Regions from separate parts of the Sus scrofa genome. Here region 1 is linked to region 2. Evidence: chromatin contacts called from public targeted proximity ligation data. All regions are on one chromosome and are shown on one strand. The core of a region is the stretch at or near the end of the contact, and the rest is flanking DNA. Distances in the headings are between cores, read along the strand shown.

Region 1 (3,085 bases), core at 152-2,651, 140 kb after region 2:
AGGTTCTCTATTCTCTCAACCACGTGGAGAACTGCAACAGGGGGAGAAAAATACAAATCAAAGTGAACTGAATTGACTACTTCCACTTCCTATCACTATTTACGCCGTTTTAGTTTTGATGCTTCAGACTCAACAAAAGGACAAAAAAAGATAATATAGTAGAATGAAAACGAGAGGGCGGAAAAAAAGCACTAGGAAGAAAAAGTAGCCATAAACAACTGATTCAGGTGCCAATCTGACTATACAAAAATACGATAAAACTACTAGGAATCTGTGACATTCCCGAAGTAGAACGGGTCACCTCCCTCCTCCCCAGTCTCCATGTTCCCCACCAACACTAAGACTCGGGCTTCTCAATATTAGTTAAGCCCATTTGAAAATAACATATACAAGGACATTCATCCAACTAAGATCTAAATTTAAAATTTCCCACACCTCTCTGGTTTCATGAACCTCTGGGGCTGTTATTCGGTCATTTCTCACATTATCCAAGAACGCTTTGAGGGAATAAATATGCTATGGAGCTATTAGATCACAAATGTTGACATTTTTGGCTCTATAGCAAACCGAAATTAAGAAAGAGTTTTCAGAGCCTCAAGAGTTAGTTACGAGCTTAGCATAGGCCCACTTTTAAGCTCCTGAAACATCTTCCTGCACGTTCCAACTCAAATCTCTGCCCTGCAATAAACTCGGACACCTGCATGATTTGAAACACACCAACACCTTCCCCTCCCATTTTCCCAAGGCTCGAAAAAACGCGGAGACCCAAGAAACACATGGAGCTAGTCACCCCTGAGCACCACAAGGCGCAACAGTTTTTAGGTCCCACCGTACAGGCCACAGGTGGCACCTGTCCCCGCCCTCCGCCCCGCGCCCCTCGCTTCTCGCCTGCGCTCTCCGAGCACATTCGGGGTATCTCTGGCCTCAAGGCAATCCTTCCCGAAAGGCTCAGGCCCTGACCCCCGCCCCGGGTCCCGGCAGCGCCAACGCGGGGAACCCAAGCCCAGGGGCCTCCGCCCGCCTAGCCGCCCGCAAGGCCGCCACGCCCCCTCCCCACGGGCCGCCCGCGCCGCCCGCCCCCTAGGCCGGGAGGTGGCCTCACCTCACGCGGGCCGTAGCGGGGAGGGCGCCCGCGTCTCCGCCCGCCGCCCGGGCCCACGGCCGCTCGGCTGCAGCTCGGCCCCGACGGCCGGCGGCGGCGCGCTTCTGGGGGCGGGCTCTTCTCCGCGGGGGTTTCCCCAGGGCTCAGGGCGGGGGAGCAGGGGGGACTGGGGCGGGGGAGGGGAAAGGGGCTTGGGAAGGAGGGGGGAGAGGGGGAGAAAAGGGGGAACCAAACCCGGAAAGGGAGAAAAGGGGGGAGGGGGAAAATCAGAAGGGGAAGAAAGGCCCAGAGTCCGCCCCCCGCTGCGGCCTGCGCGCTACGTCACCACGTTCAACGTAGTCGTCACCGCGTCCGGCGCTCCGCGTGTCCCTGCGTCCTGTCTGCTTCTCAGCGCCTGCAGACGCCCCCTGCTTCCTCCCGCCCACCCAGCCCTCACTCTCCCCCTGCGTATGCGCTCAGTTTGTCGTTTCCTCGCGTTGCTTATGTGCCCAGCCACTGATCCAGATCCACGGCAATCCTCGGTCCACCTGAAACCCGTCAAGCCTGTCCTGTTCACCCTCTATTTAAGCATAATGCTAATAACTCTAATTTAAGTTTCCAGAGCACTTTCAAAATAGCCTTTCACTTAGGACAGTAAGTCCTGCGCTGAAAACAGCATATATGCTGTAAATATTTGCAGTATAAGTGAATAAAAATAATGTAGGGAAATGTCAGCTTTTTTCTAGGTGTAAAAATTAAATCAGGTTTAAGTCCATTCAATTTAAAATAACTTATTCACCAGCATCCCCTAACATAAAGTTCTTTTTTTGGGTCATCTTAAATTTGCAACTTGCCCCATTTTGTCCGTTCCAGGCAGAATCAGTTTACTTATTGATTACATGCGTTTGTGTCATTTATTGACAGATTCCCTCAAAGAAGCGTTGTAGTCTTACATTGATAGAATTCGATCATTAAATATTTACTATGTGACAAGAACTGCAGGAGGCAGAAAAAAAAAGTATAGTACAATAAAAGAGCTACAATGTGCTGTGGAAACACAAGAAGCAACTAGTTCTTAGACGTAAGAGAGATTAAGTCACAGAGAAACTACAGGTGAAATTTCACCTCTCCTTGAAGGCTTTAAGTAGGAGTTTATCAGATAGGCAAGAATGGAGATTCCAGCAAAGTCATAGAGATAAGTTCTCCTTTCCTTCAAGGTTCAGCAAGTTCCAGATTTTCAAGTTGGAGTCAGGGAGCAGTGATGGCCAGGAAGAAATAATAGCTAATATTTGTAATAGATATGGGTGTATATATCTAGAATATGTGGCATTCTACATCTATTATTTCAGTTTAATCCTCAAAAACAATGTATTGTTGTTATACTCATAAGACATGGAACCCTGAGGCAGCAAAGTCCCAAATATTGAACTGAGGCAGTATCTTCGGAGCCTGCTCTTAATCACTACACCATTAGAAATGTAACCAGAGGGGAGTTCCCGTTGTGGTGCAGTAGGAACAAATCTGACTAGGAACCATGAGGTTGTGGGTTCGATCCTTGGCCTCACTCAGTGGGTTAAGGATCTGGCGTTGCCGTGAACTGTGGTGCAGATTGCAGATGTGGCTTGGATCTGGCGTTGCTGTGGCTGTGGTGTAGGCCGGCGGCAACAGCTCTGATTGGACCCCTAGCGTGGGAACCTCCATATGCCATGGGGGCAGCCCTTAAAAAGACAAAAAAAAAATGTAACCAGAAAGGGCAGGTTACAAAGGATCTCTGTGTCATAATGCAGAGTGGGTCTCTTGGGGCAAGTGCAGTAACTGAAGAACAACTAAGGCAAAACCTGAGGCATCCACCCCTGAGAGAAACCCTCCTGTGTTTCTCTTGCTTTTGCTCCCCTCATTCCCAAACTATTTGCCAGAGAGAAGGGGAGCAGCTGAAGTCATCTTAGGATGTGAGGGGGTCTGGGAACCACATCCTGTAGTTAAGACATGAAACAAATAGCAATA
Region 2 (3,515 bases), core at 836-3,335:
GTGTGGCTGTGACTGTGGCACAGGCCAGCAGCTGCAGGTCCAAATCAACACCTAGCCTAGGAACTTCCATATGTTGTAGGTGTGGCCCTAAAAAGAAGAAAAAAAATTTTTTTTTTTTTAATTTTTAAAAATTGCTATGAGTTGGGAATTCCCTGATGGCTCAGTGGCTTAAGGATCTGGCACTGTCACTGCTGTGGCTCTGGTTACAGCTGTGGCAGAGGTTTGATCCTGGACTGGGAACTTCCACATGCAAGGGGTATGGCCAAAAAAAAACTGCTATGAATTGAACACCTGTTTGAAGCCCAATTCCAGAGCCAGTTTCCCTACCACATAGGACCACTCTGATTACGATCTTTATTAGAAATAGTCCTGGGGAGGTGGGAGCAATGATACAACTTCTATACATAAAAAAAAACAGGACAAATTAGCGGGAGAAAAAAAGACTACAAGTCATTCTATTTCCTGTCTTCCTCATGCCTCCAAACCATACAGAGGGCCCCTAGGTTGCCATAAATCTTGTTTTTATAATAAAGGACCCAGATAACACCTTGCATGGATTATGGGTGGGTTCATGTGGCTCCCCAGCTCTGCCTGTGCAGTGGAAAGACTGGTGGGCTCTCAACTCCTGCTGCTATTCTCCTTTTTCCTCTTGAAGTCATTTCCACCTCTGTTCTCTGACACTTGCTTAGAGTTCTCCTGCCCTTCAGAAACCACTTCCAATTCTCACCTCTGAAAGGAGGCCAGGGTGAGTGGCCAAGCTGGAGGGCGAGACTGACTGGCTAGTCTGTAATTGCCTTCTCTCCCAGCCCTCTTCTCTAAGCAGCAAGAGTGATGGTGTTCTATCTCTCACTTGTATAGTGATAGGTTAGTTTGTTAGCTTCCTCATCCTTCTGCTCCCTGGACAGTAATTAACATACACATATACATATAATACAGAGCAGAAGTTCTTTTGCAAAAGAAACTAGTAGAAACAAAAGACAATGCTTCCTTGTGGTTTCATTCAATTTTAAGGGATTTTGATCTTAGCTCTTTTGCTACCTTAGAGGGTAGGAATAGATGCCAAGAGGACTGGACTGCACATTATTATGAGGTTCATAGTCTAGGACTTTTCAGAATGGAGATAAGAGATGACAGAAAGAAGGGATTCTAGTGAAAAAGCAGACAGGTGTGATTAACATAAAACTTAAAAAAAAATCAGGTCTCCTATAACCATGATAGAAGGTATTAACTTAGAGACAAATTAGATCTTCAAAGGATTTGTAGTCAGGGTACAAACAATTTAAACAGCATGTGCTATCCAAAAGAGGAGGATATTTTTTATGTAAAAAGACATGGTAAAATAGGGGAACATTTTAAGTTTTTACCAGTGGTACCAGAGAAATCTGCAGCTGTGTTTTTAGTTTTAAAGGAAATTATTCTATACAGAATAAACTGGGCTCCTCAGACCTGTTTGGGGAGCAGACGAGATGAAGAATGCACATGGTGGAGAGGATGGGGAGCCCAGGTTTGGACAACATCCGATTTTGTTTCCCCTCTTGAAACTTAGGAGAACTCGGTGTTCTTTTCTGTCTAACATTTAGGCATCTTTTGAAAGTGCTGTGATGAGGTCACTAGAATGAAGTATAGCTCAGCCTGGGCTGGCCCCTCAAGAAGAAATATCTTCTAACAATGGTCCTTTCAAAAAGCACAACTGCTTTTCAAGGTTGTCACAGACTGTCCAGACACACCCACAGATACAGGCCACACGTGGACAAGACAAAAAAGGGGAATGGAGTTTATACCATGTTGTACTGCTGGGGCGGAGAGACTGGCAGAAGGACTTGGGGACAGGAGCCTGGAGAGAACTGAACAGGCTGCGGAGCGGGCTGCAGAGCTGGGACTGGCTGTGGACCAGCGAGAGACATGTGGGAAGGGAAGAGAAAAGGGAGGCAAAGGGAGAGGCAAGGGTGGTAGGGGCAGAGATGGGGAGGGAAAGGGAAGGAACAACAAGGTTAATCATAAAAGAAACTTCATGTGAAGAGTACGGCTGCTGAGCAGGCTGGAGACCAAGCTTGGGACAGCTTGTGGCTTTCACATCCCTAACAAAGAGGCAATCTCTCCTATCAGGACAGACCCACTGCACACTCTGCCCCACTGGCCACTAGGAACTTGCAGCTGTTGTAAGCAATCTTAGGACTTTCAGAGCCAGAGTCTGCTGCCTGATTCCAAATGCAGTTTTTTCCCCAAGCATTTTCCCTAAGCACATGATTCCTAGGGAGCACAACCCTCCTTGAATGCCCACTTGAGAAGGGATTCCTGCTTCTGTAGAAAGGGTCATGCAAGGTCTGGTTCAGCTCTCCCAGGCACGGTCCTGATTTCACACCACAGCTCTCTTGGAGGAAGTGCTCATTCGCAAGGATCATCTCTCTCTCCCGAGGGCAGAGAAGGAAAAAACAGCCAGTTCACGCCTGGTTCCTCTACTTCCTCCTGCTCCGTGATTGTTCTGTGTGCCTCCAGGCTGTGAGGGCAGTATGAAAAATGCCCCCATAAGCAAACAGGGAGGGATTTAGGAATAAAATATAAATAGCCTCGTTTTAGCTTTTGTTCCTTGGGTCCCTTCACTGGCCTCAAGCAGGAGGACTTGTTTATTAGGAATGCGATGTGTTCTACACCAACTAATGGGGAGTTATTTTTTTCTCTCCTTTCTTCCCCTCCAGCCATTTCACGCACCTTATCAGTTCTCCAGTCATAGCCCGATGGTAGGAGGGGTAGGAGAAAGGAGAGAGGCCAGGAAGAGAAGGGGAAATAATGCCAATATACATTGTCTCATTTACATGCATTATCTCATTACAACCTCACAATAATCCTATTGGGAGATATGATAACTTATATTTGCAGTTAAGACAGTAGGGCTCAGAGAGATTAAATCACACAGCTAATGCGGCAGAGCAGGGATGGGAACCTAGCTTGCCTGATGTATGTTCCTTCCACTCCACTCTAGCAGCAGCGAGGAGGGGAGGAAGAAGGAAGTCAGGTGGAATTACATAAACGTCTTTTTGTTTGTAAAACTCTCCTTCTTCCTTCCAAGTTTAGAGTATTAAGAGTTGTAGGGGACCAAGGTATCTATATCATCCCCTGCCATATATCTCCTGGGAGGCACTTTCACAGAGAACAGTTCCAAGAGGCAGAGTCCAGGAATTAGAGGATACCCACAATGGAGAATACTCCTGATATCTACACTAGGTAAAATGTAAATCATCTTGGTCAGGAAAAAGTTACTGAGAATCCACTGTGTGACCTGGGAGAGATGCTACTACAGCCTTGAAAATAAGCTCTCAGCTCTCCTGGCACACCTACTTTCTGTAAGCCAGCAGCATTCCAAATATAACTGCTGGCAAGCTATTCAGAATGAGCTACCTGTGCTGGTAGCTTTTAAACGCATTTTCTATTATCCTAATCCTCTTCTTTCTCTTGCGGGAGGGCCTGTCATACTCAGGCCTCACATTCTCAGGGGGACAAGGGGAGGCCTTAAGGAC

Evidence for each region.
Region 1: a targeted proximity ligation map of skeletal muscle shows a contact between it and region 2. A contact is called at or near these places in 7 of 47 Hi-C or Micro-C datasets (embryonic fibroblasts, fetal heart ventricle, mesenteric adipose tissue and 4 more) and 2 of 2 datasets of targeted methods (alveolar macrophages and skeletal muscle).

The regions. Positions count from the first base shown.
Region 1 is chr5:22,712,849-22,715,933 of Sscrofa11.1, forward strand. It overlaps R3HDM2 (R3H domain-containing protein 2), which reads right to left and starts at 1,402. Exons shown (of 25, transcript XM_021091859.1): 1 at 1,103-1,402.
Region 2 is chr5:22,573,641-22,577,155 of Sscrofa11.1, forward strand. R3HDM2 (R3H domain-containing protein 2) reads right to left here. Exons shown (of 25, transcript XM_021091859.1): 15 at 1,782-1,883. Among named protein-coding and RNA genes, the nearest start is that of STAC3, 19 kb to the left of the region's middle.